Linked DNA regions of Zea mays: region 1 is linked to region 2. A link is a contact called in public Hi-C data. All regions are on one chromosome and are shown on one strand. The core of a region is the stretch at or near the end of the contact, and the rest is flanking DNA. Distances in the headings are between cores, read along the strand shown.

Region 1 (7,478 bases), core at 991-3,490, 420 kb after region 2:
GGAAATAGCGTAATTTTCGGCGGCTGTGTCAAGCCGCCGAAAATAACTGCTTATTTTCGACGGCCAACCCCTGGCCGCCGAAAATAACAGCGGCCGCCGAAAATGGTGTACAGGGCTGTTGTGGTGCCTTATTAATGCGCAGTACGGTCAACTTCCATGAAGATGATGCTAACATTGCTTCGGCGAGTAGGACACAAACAATGACGATTAAGTACTGAACACCTTATTTCTGTTGTTCCCGTTACCCTGATTACTTGACCACGCAACATGTCAAGATACTTCCTTAGCCTTATCCCGGAGCCCAAATATACGGCAAACCGCTCACTCTTTTTCTTCAAAAAAAAATCATATTATACACGTGTATTCATTATTATGAACCCGCGTAAACATACACGGCGACTCTATAAGCAGCTTCAGAAGACTAACAAACCAATCACAATCAGCCTCAAGATCGACAAGGTCGTTATATAGACGTCTTGTCATCACCCTTGATTCGACGGTTCCTGAAAATGTTACCTAGTAGTATTGCTCTTGTGGTCTTGAAAATCAACGAGTTTTCCTCTCAAAAATACAGTGACAAAACTGTTGCGCTATAAGGAGCGTAGCCGACTTACATATAGCTAATCCTTTTTGGTTTCAAAATAGATGACCTAAAGGCTGTGTTTCATGTTTTTGTTCGTCTATGGTTTTGCGAGTAATAATCATAATCTCAATTTGATCACACTTACCAGTAAAAAAAACAGAGACGCGGTGCTTGAGCCACTCACTCGCATTAAGCTATGTTAAAATCTTTAGAGCTAAAATTAGTGGTCAGACACCTTTAGCTAATACCTTGTAACAATTAGTTTATTAACATGTTCAACTCAACTAACAATTGTTAGATATGTAAGGACATGTACAACGACTCTTCTATTCCACCTCCTATCTTAGAGCCCGTTTGGCAGGGCTTTAGCTCTAACTTTTCTCTAGCAAAAAGCCTGAGCAGTGTCAATCACTCTTTTTTTAAAAACAATTTACTACTAAAAGCATCTAAAGGTCATAGTTATTTTTGTACTACGAAGAAGAAGCCACAAACAATACCTTCACCGGCTTTGGCGCTGACACTTTAATATAAGAAAATGACTCTGACTCTATGATAAGTTGTTTATGTCAAACGATTTATAAAATGCCTTTAGTTCTACTATAAAGCTGTTTTAGAGGAAAAGCTAGAGCTTAAAGCTGTTTTGGTGCAAGTCATACCTGACGCATCCTTATTATCTATTGGACACGGTCTAACGATTCCAAACATGACCTCAGCAACAGCAAGAGCATAGTACACGACAACAAGAGCATAGTACACGACAAAATATCTTGTCCAGTCTCGTAATCGCAACTTCGTGACCCGAAAAGATCGACAAACAAACCCATGACGACATAGGACAACGGAGACCCAAGAAGTAGGGGTGGTAATAAATCATGGTCCAAATAATTTTTCATAATTACTTAGAGCTAGGGATGAAAACGGTCGGAAACATTATTTATTCGGTAATCAGTTTTTTAGTCGTTTTTCTTTGATTGTGAATAAATAGGATATAGAATCTATAATACAAATTTGTATTCTTGTTTTTAACATTCAGCTTCTAAAGATTCATAAAAGTTAAACCTCAAATTTATCATATATTTTTTTAAATAATAGATATAAACTTCGGTATGGATTCGGAAATAAATTCGGTAATTTTTTCAACTTTTTGTGTTGTAGGGAGCAAATAATACATAAAACAATTTATGTAATATTTTATTCATATTTGTACTAATGTGCTTGATAATATAAAAAAGATCAATATCAAATTATATATATATATATATCTATTTTAAAATATTAAATTTGTCCTAACAGTTCAAATTACCATTTTTATTCCTACTTAAAGCACTAAATTCGATTCTAGATTCTAATATGATATTTAAATTTTATAGTGTAAAATTTATAGCAAATTGTCATCTCTCCAGAGGAGAGCCGACAACGATTCAGATCCCACGGGCCAAAATATCCGGCGTCCATGTCCATGGCCCTGTGGCCCATCGCTCTCCGGTGGCACGCCCGCGCGCAGTGGGACAGACGCGCACGCCACGCGTTAGGTCGGGACGAGGCGCGAGCACGCGACCGACCGTGGCTCGGGCCCGCCATGCGGCCTCAGTACTCGAGTGGGCGTTATATACGCGCGCTGTTCGGATTCGCGCTCACTGTCTTGCCTGTTGCCTCTGCGGCTTTGCCTGCGCTCACGGACGGTCACTGGCTCACGCTCCCCTCGCCTGCGTCGCCTCGCCTAGACAAGAGACAAGACGCCTAGTCGCCTCCGATCGAAATCGAATCGAGTCGGGTGGGCTCGGGCCCGGTCTTGTTGTCTTGTCTCCCAGCTAGGAATAGCGCAACGAGATCCCTCGCGCGCGCGGACCCCGGAGAGGCCGAGGGAGGGTGACAGGGCGTGTCCTCGACCGCGAGGGGAATGGGATCGGAGGGACGGGCCTGGAACGGCGCGGGCATGGCCGCCGGCAGCGGCTATGGCGGCGGGGTAGAGGCGAAAGCGACCACCACGGCTGTGTCGGCCGCGGCCCCCGCGGAGGTTCCCACGTCGGCGGCCTCCGTCGACATCTCGCTGCCGCTCCTGAAGATGTCGCCTCGCATCATGCAAGTACCCCGTCCCCACATCTATCTTCGATCCTCTTGCTTCGGCTCGCGCTCGCGCTCGCGCTTGCGCCCGGCCTGGTCACGCTGTGAGGTCGTGTCATGTTCGGGTACTCGCGATCGCGAGGCGTCGTACCCGTGCTCGGGAACGAGCCGGTAGTGTTTGAGAAAATGCCTCCGAGCGTGTGGGAGACAGGAGTGTGCTGATGCACGGAAAGGCTCTCTGATCTGGGGATTCCTGGTGCTTTTTCAGAGCTCTCTGCAAGGAATTGGTCGAAGGGTGGTCGTCGATTGACAGCTCGCTCTTCTCCATCGAGACCGTGTCCGGGGGCATCACGAATCTATGTGAGTTGTTGTGGCATGGCTTGTAGCGCCATTCAGAATTCCTCGCCTTTTTCGCCTGAGCAGCATGATGATTGTAGTAAATGAAATGAATAGTGCATAATAGTTACATTGAAATGTTCCACATCGTTGACATGAGTACATAACTTTTTTATCTCCTACTGTAACGACCATTTGTCCGCTTCGGCTTCCTGCTCCTCATTGTTCCCGTTTACTGATAAAGCAGCAGAACCTAATGCTTTTTGCAAACTGTGTGCGATTAGATTAGATAGTCTCCGGGGTGCTGCATAATATTTCCTTTGGCCTGTATCATTTCTGCTGTCATTGCCACATCTGCGGATCTGCCGCACTATGCTTGCAGCATTAGAAAGTAAGAACAGCCTGCTGTCTGTATCCGCCACCCATAGGGATGATTCACATGAGCAAGGTTTCCTGTGTGCAGCAATTTTTTTTTTCAATTTATAGTCCATGATGTTTATTTGTTATTACCTACAGTGCTGAAGGTTTCTGTCAAAGAAGACAACGGCAATGAGTCTTCTGTTACTGTTCGGTTGTATGGACCAAATACGGACTTGGTGATTGATAGGAAAAGGGAATTGCAGGTGAGAATCTGAGTGGTACGAGATTGTGTGTTATAGTCATATTATACTAACCTAGTAACCTGCATCCTATAGTATTCTACATTGGGTCTAGTATGACCCCTTGTATTTGGTGTCATATTTTTATAGTGGCATATTTTCAATTCTTCTAGACATAGCATAGTCATGGTCTTGTAGTAGCATCTGTCCTACCAAGTGCATTACCTTTTGTTTCATATCTGTACCTTTTCCCTGACAAATGGATTTCATTTCATTCTCTGAAAATTGCTAACCTAGAATGATAGTTTTTAAGGGTTCCTAGACTGTACACATAGTATAATTTATCTCGGTTCTAAAATATTTCCTAATGCATACATCTATTACCGTCATGGTTAGGCGATACCATATCTCTCAGCTGCAGGGTTCGGGGCTCGGCTACTTGGAATATTTGAGAATGGAGTAGTTCAGTCATTCATCTATGCTCGAACACTGTCACCAGCAGGTAGGCATAGATCCTGTCTGAATAACATATGGGTGTGGGGTCCTAATCAACCTAGTGCAATAGTTTCTTTGTTCTCCTTTGTAGTTTCAGTTGCAATTTCAAATGCAAGTTGAAAGGATTTATGTTTTTTCCTTTCCCTGTAGTCAGCATTATCCACGATTTGGTATGCCAATTTGAAGCCTTGGATGTTTGGAGGTTTTATGAAATGCTTCTGTAAACAAATCTACTGATCCTCGTTATTTTGTTTTGTAGACATGAAAGAACCTAAAATAGCAGCTGAAATTGCCAAGGAGCTACGCAAATTCCATCAAGTAGACATACCAGGGTCTAAAGAACCACAATTGTGGAATGATATATTCAAGTTTTTGAAGAAAGGTAGGTAACTTTTGTTGCTCATTCGAGACTTGCTTTTATGTTGATGGCATCTCAAACATGACACTTTTCTTGGCTCAAGTTAGTAACATAAATAATATTTATGTGTGCTATCAAATGCACCTTGCAGCTGCAGCATTGAAGTTTGAGGATAACATGAAGCAGAAGAGATATGAAAAGATCTCATTTAGAGAAATACAAGATGAAGTTCAAGAACTTAAGGTACCTTGAAGTTGACAATGTGCCTTCTGGTATTTCAGGGCCATTTTGCCCTTCTTAGAGTGATGTTTTCCTATTTTTTTCCCCTTGGGCACAAATAGTAGTTGATCCTTGTATAGTGGGAACATCTATGTAACATGGTTATGTAGCAAAATACTGGTTGTGGTGGTGATGGGTTTAGGCCCATACTAGGGAACTAAAACCGAAGATAGCAGTTATTCCTGCCAATTCCTACTATCTGTACTTAGTATTTTTTTCATCAGTGTCCATGCGTCTTTTAGGATCTCTTGGACATTCTGCGCGCGCCTGTGGTTTATGCACACAATGACTTGCTTTCAGGAAATCTGATGCTCAATGATTTGGAAGGTAAAATATTTTTCTTTGTACCAGTTTCCCCCTTTTTCATTATTACTCATTTGCAAAACTTACCGTAGTAGCTATGTACTTGTTGTTTCCTCTGTCAGGGAAGCTATATTTTATTGATTTTGAGTATGGGTCATACAGCTACCGTGGCTATGACATTGCAAATCATTTCAATGAGTATGCAGGATTTGATTGTGACTATAATTTGTAAGTTCTCTCCATGTCAATGAAATACTCAAAAGCAATTACTGTTGTCATGTTTTTAGTCAGCAGTATTCATTTGATTGTGTATTTAGGTACCCAGATAAAGATGCCCAGTATCACTTCTTCAGGAATTATCTACACACTGATAGACCTAGTGAGGTATGTGAAACAAAACCAATTGAAATCTATTCTTGGAATTCGAATTCTTTCTAGAGTAAATGAAGCTTTCTGCTAGTACTTACTCTTGTAACATATATTTGACGCTACTAGTAGTATCGTCTTTGCTTGTTTTTGATGAAGTTAGTAATACCTCCATTTGTGCTACATGTGTTTGAACATTTAGAGTATTCTTAAGCTGAACATGTATTAGTTAGCATTTGTATGTATTAGCTACATGGATATCTCAGATGTTTGGCATTCATAGAAGGCCGAAAGACATACAAGAGTTCTCTTTTTTTTACCAACGGCATAACATTTGGATTTTTCTGTTCTGATGTAATTCATGATTCTTTGTTTTTTCCCCTTTTCTTGCAACTGAAAGGTGGATGCACAAGATATGGAAGTACTTTATGTGGAAACAAACACTTTCAGACTAGCATCGCACATTTACTGGGCATTATGGGCCCTTATTCAGGTGAGCAAGGTTATCGATTCTGCACACGTGTTTTTCTTGGATCACCTAGGTTGATTCCCATGTACTGTAAACGATACTGTGAATGGTAAAACATTATGATTAGCACTTGAATGCAGGCAAAGGTATCCCCAATTGACTTTGACTATCTTGGATACTTCTTCTTGCGGTATGGTGAGTACAAGAAACAAAGGGAGTCCTGCTTCTCCTTGGCACAAAGCTTTCTCTCCGAGCTAAAAAATGGCTAGAGCCTGAGAATCTGTTCACGAGTTTATACTGGTGTACGCATGCTCGGAGCGGGTACGCGTTGTGATCATCGACTGCTACCCAGAAACTCTATTATAGCGGTTGTAGCAGCCCCTCATTGTTGTATCTGATGTTAGGTTCATCATTGTCTAAGGACTAGTTTGGATACTCTAGTATCGAGCTCAATTCATGTGTATGAGATGGATTCGGGTGTAACTTAAACTAATTTACACACTAATCCAACTCAACACATGTGGATTGGGGTCAATACTAAATTACCCAAACAAAGCCTAACAGGGAAGTCACCAGTGGCAAATTATGTACTTATATTTATAATAATAAACACAATCCTGATGGGTTGTGCCCTGTTGAATTTGTTCTTCGATTAATTCTGCCCTGTGCAATCTGTTCTGCACTTCCGAGTATATAGTTTTTAATGACTGGGTAGTCCTTTGAAGGTCCGTACACATATAACGCATAAGGATCAGAATCAACTGTTGTCGGCGTCCGATGAAAACCCGTCTTATTTTTTCGTAGATCTCATCAGTTGGGTTGGGTCGCGCGCCCAGGCCCGTTCGGCAGGCCAGAATCCAAGACAAGCCAATAATCAAGTCAGGCCATGATCGAGTGGATCACGGATTATCACTCATTTCTAGTCACCAGCCCGTTTCTAGGTCAGAAACAAACCTGGATGGTAGGTCACCTGTTTCAGGCCGAGGATTGAGGGAAGGAAGTCGAAATCATACGGGTTTGTTTCCAACCCAGGTCAAACCGAACAGCTCTGCTCTAGTAGGCTGGACCGGATTCTAAACTAGGCTGATTCATTCTGTTCGGAATGAGGCTAGGAATGACGCAATATGAATGCTCCGATTTAGCTTAAACCAAGTTTGGTTTTGCTTATGATCCACTTATGGATGAGAATAAGAGTATTGCACCGAAAGTTTCATTATTTTCGCCTTTTATAGAATCGATGGTTTGTAGGTCTAACTAGTGTGGTGGGCGGAAACTTGAAGTTTATGTGCTGTGCAAAGCTTTTGTACTACAGACCGTTTGGGTCTTCGGAGGCGATCGTCCGCAATAATGGCCAAAATTTCCTTCAACGACTTTCGAGTCCCTGATAGATTTCTATGTCTACTGCGGACCATCCGTACCTAGGTGTTGGACCTCCCGCAATAATTCTCTTTAAGTTTGGACATTGATTGTATGATTCTGGTGTTTAAGTATGCGGACAGTGCGTGACCAGGTCATAGACATACTGTGTCCAGACGGTAGACCGTCCGTGTGTGGGTGCCAAGCCGTCCGCAGTTGGATAACCTATGGTTGGACAGAATGTGATAAGTTATGTTCTGGATATTATTC
Region 2 (7,448 bases), core at 2,738-5,237:
TATGTGGATTCAGACACCTTTTCCTAGTTTCTTTTTTCTTTCTAAAAGCTGGTTTCTAGAAACCAGTTTTTGAAAAATGTAGGATGGATCCAAACACAGCAAATCTAATTGAAACTTTAGTCGCTCATCGCAACAGGACGAGAGGATTACACATATATATGCCCGCAACGACGGAATCCGCGCAAGTGCTGCATGCGAAATCTTGGAGCTCCCAAGTCAGATGCATGCACGTACGTATATTGTTTTTGTAATCAGAGTCAATTGCTCGGAGTGTAGGACCCTTCCAAGCTTTAAAACAAAACACAGACGGAGTTGAAGAGCAGACTCCTCATGCAATGAACTTATTAGGCAAACTAACCATGAATGAACGCGTGCGCGTACAATAAATAATCTGCACGCCTGCTTCGTTACACAGTCCAGAAGACGACAAGCAAGCCTCTGCACATGAACGGATGAACCTGTCGATGGAGCCTTGCTTTAAATTCGGAACGCGCACGGTGCCGACTGCATGCCCACCACTGCCAGAGAAATTTTTTTTTCTTCCATTTTCCTCGTCATAGGTTTCTGTATTGATTTCGCCTTGCTGGACCGGAACTCGGGCTACAATGAACCAGCGGGATCGATGGACGCTACGTACACGTAGGGATTACGAGAAAGGTTGGTTACACGGAAGAAACACGCGCGGCACTCACACTCAGCAGAGTCCATTGCATCGGAGCAGAGAGAGAGAGAGAGAATGTCAAGTCAAGATCGTTCGTCCCAGCTGATCCATCACCCGACGGAGGACGATCTCGCCGCGGCCGCTCGATCGGCTCCTGCATGCAGGCGGGCAGTTTCTTCACCAAACCAAACGCAGCACGTCGACCGCGCCAGCCAGCGGCTCCAAAACCGCATTGGAGTTGGGACTTGGGAGACCCATCATAGGTTTCCAGCTTTCCTCTGTCAGTTGCCAGTTTGCCACGCCATCTCGGCCGGACAGTTTCCCTCTCCGTGCTCTGCTCGCAGTCGCGCGCGAACGTCTCTGACCAGGAATCCCGTCCCAAACAGAGAAACCGAGCATGCATGCATCAGAGACCAGGGAGATTAATTGCGTGTGGCTACTACTGCGTACTCGCGTGCTACACGGCACAGACTAGCTACAGCCTCGCCACATGAACAGCTACCGTTTGTGACTCATGACTAACACTAGGAGCATCCTCGTCTCTTTTATCGAAAGCGAGCCTTACTTTGAGTTTTAGCACCCGTTATTTCTTAGACTGTCTCCAGCAACGTCCTTTATATACATCCTCTATATCCGTCCTTTACAGTCTTCTCTAAAAGATTCTACCCCCTATATCTATTTTCTCTCCAACAACGTCATCTAAATCACGTCCCCTATATGTAAATACCTATATTAAAGACATTTTTATTTTCAAATTTTTGTACATACGTGTTTGTCATACTCTCAAATGTATTGTACATATTTTAGTTTTACTAAAACGGTTGTTTAAAGTATTCAAATAGATAGAGAACCGTTTAGAGGAACTCTATACATAGAGGATCCAGCAGCGTCCTCTAAATTTAGAGGACCGTTTAGAGGACGTTGTTGGAGAGGTAGAGGACGTCCTCATCCTCTAAATTTAGGGTACAGGAGCATTTAGAGCTCCTTGTTGGAGCTAGTCTTAGCCACGAGTAACATCTGCTATTTCTTACGATGAATGCCCCCGCGCACATCCCTTAATCAATCGCCATTCTCACACTTCCAGAAATTAAATACTTTTTTTTAACTTCAATTAGATGTATATAAAAATTATTGGTATTCACGATGCACATTAAGTGTTATTAGATTATCTTAATAGCTTCTAAATAGATTTTTTATAACAGATTTATTTATAGATACAAGCGTTGCTGATAGCTTTTATGCCTTTAATAATAATTATTTTTTAAAAAAATAACGTGTCCACGAGACCACAATCTAAATCGATACTACTTCTTTTTTATATGGAGGGAGTAATGTTATAACAACGTGTTTGACCAAGCTCCCAAATTATTTAGGAGGAATTTCGCCAATAAGACATTTACTGTTCTATGGTGTAGCAATTTTGACTGGACTACAAGGCTGATAAAAAACAGTTTCTCTTGATTGATTATTCTGATTCCGTTGAACAACACTTTTGATTGGACTAAAAGAAGAATAAAAATAAATAGTTTGTCTTGATATATTTCCGACACCGTCACTTTTTATGTGATCTTAATTTTAGGATCTGTTTTTTTTTGTGAAAGAATGACTTTCCTAACAAAATCAACTTTCCAAGGAAATTTAGTACATTTTAGAAAAGGGAATAACTTGATTATTCCAGCCTCTGCATGACAATATGCATATAGCTGTTCAATACATCAAAAATACTGGGCATATAGCTGTCCAATACATCAAAAATACTGGGTTCAAACAGGAACAAAACTATACTCGAAACATAGATGCCACCACAACATTACAGATTACAAGCACAATCGATTACTAAAGTTCCAACCATTTTTAGCAAAGATTTGCATCATTGCAACTTCAAGCAGCCTGCATCCCTGCTTTACTTGTAATTTTTCTTCTTCCTTTAGCAGCAGCATCCATTGTCTCATCCAGTATGTACCCCTGAAAAGTACCTGCATAGGAGTAGGAACTTGTGCATTGTTAAAAAGCACATCATTTCGATAAAGCCATATCACCCAACATATAGCACTCGCTCCAAACCAAATTTTGTTGCTAAGTTTCATATCAACCCCATAAAGCCATTGTGTAAATAAATGATCAATGCTCCTAGGAGGTGAAATGTTAAACGCAACTTGAATACAACGCCAAACACATTTAGCAATATGGCAGTCGAAAAACAGATGTTGAATAGATTCATTTAACGTACATGCTACACATCGAAGGCAGCCTTTCCATTGTTTCTTCACTAAATTATCAGTTGTTAGAACTAAATTATTTATAAGGTACCACATAAAGATTTTAATCTTGAGAGGAATTTTGATTTTCCAAATGGGATAATTTTTTGGAACCACATGTGGCCTAACAAGAGTCCTATACATAGAACACACTGTGAACTTCCCATGCTGATGTAAGGACCAAATAAAAATATCCCTTTGATCGTTTAGTTGATGTAAGGAAATTTAGTACATGCTTTGTTTTTTTTATATAGCAGCACACGATGCTTTGGTTGGAATGCTTTAAAAACAAGTGTACCATGCAAGCCAACCTCGGTGTCCAAATACTTGGTACTTCGATAATTTATTACAAGCGTAGTGTTTTAGTCCTGTTTAAATGAATTTTATAATCACACTTTAGTTTTTTTATCATCTAAAAGCATATCACCATGGTAATCATGCTTTGATCTGAACTCTCACGTGTTTTACGGGGGGTCAGGGTTCCTTTCGTCTGACCTTTTGCTTCGGTAAACGAGGAGCCATTGTTGGAGGCAAAAGTTAAATTATTTACCAGGGTGGGTTAAAGAAAGCGAGCCGGGGCCGCAGCGGCAGCAGCAGTGCATCAGGCTGGTGCCAATGCAGGCTATAGTGAGGGCGCCCAGCAGGAGGCGAGAGCGGGGCTGGAGGCGGGCGAGAGCGACCCGGCGGGCGCTACTGCTACCGCCCGGCGATAGGCAGGCGAGAGTGGGGCGACGCGTTGGCGATGGCGTCTTCGCGGGCGAGAGCGAGGGGCGACAGTGAGTGGCGGCTTCTGATTGGTCCACGTGTGCTATAGCCTGAGGCTGTAGCCTGCTGCAGCCTGTGCACTGGAGCAGCAGGGGCGAGAGTGGAGGCGAGAGCTGACGTGGCAGGGGCGAGAGAGAGGCTGTGCACTGGACTCAGCCTCACACGCGAGGCGGAAGGGGAGGCGAGTGGCGCGGGCCCCACTGCAGCTACTATCTCCTTTGGCGTCGCTGTCCAGTAGTGCGTCAGCGGCTCAGCGCAGCGTCGCTTCCAATTATAAGTAGCGTGGCCAGCTACCATCTCCCCAACCTCGCCTCCCCCCACTCCTTCCCTCCCTCCCTCGCTCACCCAGTGGGGCAGCCAAAGCCGAGCCGCAACCGCAAAGATCTTGCGCGGCCTCCTTTCCCCAGCTCGTCACTGTGCCGCTCGTGCCATCCACCCTCGGTTCACCCAACCAACAATCCATCCGCCACCACACCCCGCTGCGGCGATGTGCGGCGGCGCCATCCTCTCGGGTTTCATCCCGCCGTCCGGGGTGCCGGCGGCGGCAGCGGCGGCCAAGAAGAAACAGCAGCGGCGTGCGACGGCGGACCTGCTGTGGCCGGGGCCCGGCAAGAAGGGAGCGCCCCGGGAGGAGGACTTCGAGGCCGACTTCCGCGAGTTCGAGCGCGGCCTCGGAGAGGATGACGACGTGGACGGGGCCGGCGACGAGGTCCAGGAGCTTCCTCTGCCGGAGCCGGCGAGGCTCGCCTTCGCCGCCGCGGTTGGGGCGCCGCGCACTGCAGTTGGTGAGCACCGAGCCATGGTTTTTTTTTTATCTTCTATTCTTTTGGTTAGACCTTAGCCATGGAATGGGCAAGGCTGTTCAGAGTGGGAGCTGATGGCGCTGCCTTGGTATTTTGTATGCAACCCGATAGCTTTCGTATTCCAAATGTTTCGTTGAGATGCACGCACACGCACTGACAGACAGTCCTTATTCTATTCTAGACGGCGTGATGACTCCAAAGGATGGTGAAGGAGACATGCCTACTACCGCTACCAACTCAGCAGCAAATAAGCGCAGGCGGAAGAACCAGTACAGGGGAATCCGGCGGCGGCCCTGGGGCAAGTGGGCGGCCGAGATCAGAGACCCCAGCAAGGGCGTGCGCGTCTGGCTCGGCACATACAGCACCGCCGAGGAGGCGGCCAGGGCGTACGACGCCGAGGCTCGCAGGATACGCGGGAAGAAAGCCAAGGTCAATTTCCGGGACGAAGCGGCGGCAGCAGCAGGTGCTCAGAAGGCACCAGCCGCAACTACTCCAACTGCTTGTGGCAACGCAGCGAGGCTAGGTCCTCCACCTCCACCGCCGAAGTTCCGTGCTGACGAGGTTTTCGGGAACATGAACGGTGGCACTGGCAGCAACGATCTGTTCGCGATTATGTTCGCGTTCAGTGACAGTAGTAGTAAGGTCGTTCGTGTGGAGCCAGGTGAGGGCGCCGCCGGTTTCCTCCCCGCAGATCTGTTGCCCGGCAGTAAGAGGTCTGCGGCTAACATGCTGCTGCTCTCCGACCAGAGCAGCGACTCGTATGGCTCTTGTGACTTGGGGTGGGAGTGGGACTGGGACGATGACACCATGACCTCAGACTACGCCTCAGTCTTTGCTCCAGCTGCTCCCAGTAACGTTGTGCCAGCATGGTACACGCAAGGTGGACCGGTGTCGAAGAGAACGAGGAGCAGCTACGGCTACGGTGCGGCCATGCCGGGCGGCTTTGACCCTGAGACGAACTACCAGTACCAGCCGTTGCCTTATGTCGTCGAGAGCAGCCCGTCAGACGGCGCGTCGACGGACGACATGGACTGCCTTCAAATGATGCGGGCTGGTGATGTTCCACAGGATGGGGCGAGCAGTGGTGGTGGTGGCGGCGACGGCGGCGATATCTGGAGCCTTGACGAGCTGCTCATGGCCGCTGGCGCTTACTGAGAAAAGCTATGTGCATCGCATTCGCATGTGCTAGACGGCTACTTGCTGTGCCGTGAATGGAGTGTTTCTCAGCTTCGTTTTGCTTTTAATTTTTTGTTATGCCAGGTCTCCTGCTTGTGCTTGTGGTGATGATGCAGGAGAGCCATGGTGGGTACTATGCTTTTGCTGCCAGTGGAACTGTAAGACAATGTTTATATAGTATCTATACTATGTTGGTGCGTCGATGGTTCATGGTTGGTTGGAAGCGAGTTTGAGACTGATTCAGTAATTTACCTTGTCTACATATATGCCTGATCAACTCGATTGCGCGTACTGCGATACTGCATGTTACTAATGTGTATGTGGTGTGCCTGTACTATAGACTGCAGGTCTTTGTCTGGAAGCACTCGATCTCGCTTTCTACGCAACATTTCTTTTCTGTTTCTTGGGGGAATGGTAGGTGCCAGCCAAGGCCGATGGTCTGTGTCACCAGAAATCGAGAAAGATCTAGATGACCTAAACAAGGTTGCTGTTTGCCGATGTGCATGTGCTGGCTTGTTTGTCTAGCTTTAAAAGAAATTCAGGAAGCGGAACCTTGGCACAAGAAATTTGATTGAGTGGAGTGATGGATGGATGGATGAGGCGGTTGAGACGACAAAACGTCGCGCGCAATGTATGTGGCCATCGTCCCATCGAGCACTTGGCGAGTTGGCGCGCGCGGAAAAGGACCGCACGACGCTCCTCCATTCTTCGGTTGGCTCATTACCTGATTGCCAAAAGGTTCAATGAACTGAGCACATCCCCGTCAGATATCACCGATGGGGTACGGTGGGCCTCTTTTTGCCAGGATACAAACAAAACAAACTAGTACGTGTTTCCTTGAACGAATGATGATGCGCCCCCTAGTACGTATCCCCCCGGTGGCACACCGGCAGTGCCCAGCAATGCATCTTGCAGCTGTGAGTAAGCCATTGTTGAGACTTCTTTTTTTTAATCTAATGATTATCTAGTTATTTATTAGTTAGCTAATTTAACTAGTAATTTTTAGCCAACTAAGGAGATGTTTAAATGCACTATAGCTAATAGTTAGTTGGTTAAAAAATTGATAGCGGAATTTAGCTAGCTAACAAATAAGTAGCTAACTATTAACTAATTTACTAAAAATCGCTAATAGTTGACTATTAGCTAGGATGTTTGGATGTCTCCAGCTAATTTTACTCACTAACTATTACACCCCATTAGTTTCACAACTGTAAGATTTAACCATTGTCTAAAACAGAAAAGCCGTCCCCAAGAAAATAGACTAGCTTCCGCAACAGACCAGGTAAATTAATTTTCATTTGACTATATTTAAAAGTGTCACACCATACTACTTTCCGTCGTCAAATATCTGATCGTGACTCCAGCTTTCTCGTTCCTCTGCCTGGAACCTACATCTACAATTCTACATTAACCCGGCCGGGCGGGCAGCGCTCGAGGGGTCGCCGCACGCGCGCGCACAGTGAGCCATTCTATTTTCAGTGGCTCGGGTGGGCCGGCAGCTGGGCTGAACCAGGCCAGCTCGGCGGAGAGGGGGAGGATGCGAGAGGCCGCGTGGATGGACCGGCTAAAGAAGGAACCGACGTTTCTTTGTTTTTTTATTTAATTTAAAACCCCTTTTCTCACCCCTTGACTTTTACCAAAAGGAAATTAAGCAAGAAGAATGTTCTCAAACACAAACTTTAATAGAAAAGCACCATCATGTATGCAACATATCAATCATACTCTATGGTCTATTTTAGTAAGGTAATTAATAAATCATATAAATATCATGTGGCATGAATACCA

Evidence for each region. Hi-C and Micro-C count contacts between places; a contact is called where the count stands out from the background.
Region 1: a Hi-C map of bundle sheath shows a contact between it and region 2, with 2.7 times the contacts expected there. The contact joins the promoter of LOC100280298 here to the promoter of LOC100283060 in region 2. A contact is called at or near these places in 8 of 25 Hi-C or Micro-C datasets (bundle sheath, ear, leaf and 1 more).

What each region holds. Positions count from the first base shown.
Region 1 is chr2:188,970,798-188,978,275 of Zm-B73-REFERENCE-NAM-5.0, forward strand. It overlaps LOC100280298 (choline/ethanolamine kinase), which reads left to right and starts at 2,241. Exons shown (of 11, transcript NM_001153225.1): 1 at 2,241-2,665; 2 at 2,916-3,007; 3 at 3,500-3,606; 4 at 3,979-4,084; 5 at 4,337-4,459; 6 at 4,587-4,678; 7 at 4,957-5,041; 8 at 5,140-5,245; 9 at 5,335-5,401; 10 at 5,784-5,876; 11 at 5,993-6,533. The coding sequence starts at 2,484. The coding sequence ends at 6,121.
Region 2 is chr2:188,552,882-188,560,329 of Zm-B73-REFERENCE-NAM-5.0, forward strand. LOC100283060 reads left to right here and starts at 3,988. Exons shown (of 2, transcript NM_001155962.1): 1 at 3,988-4,469; 2 at 4,669-5,873. The coding sequence starts at 4,172. The coding sequence ends at 5,642.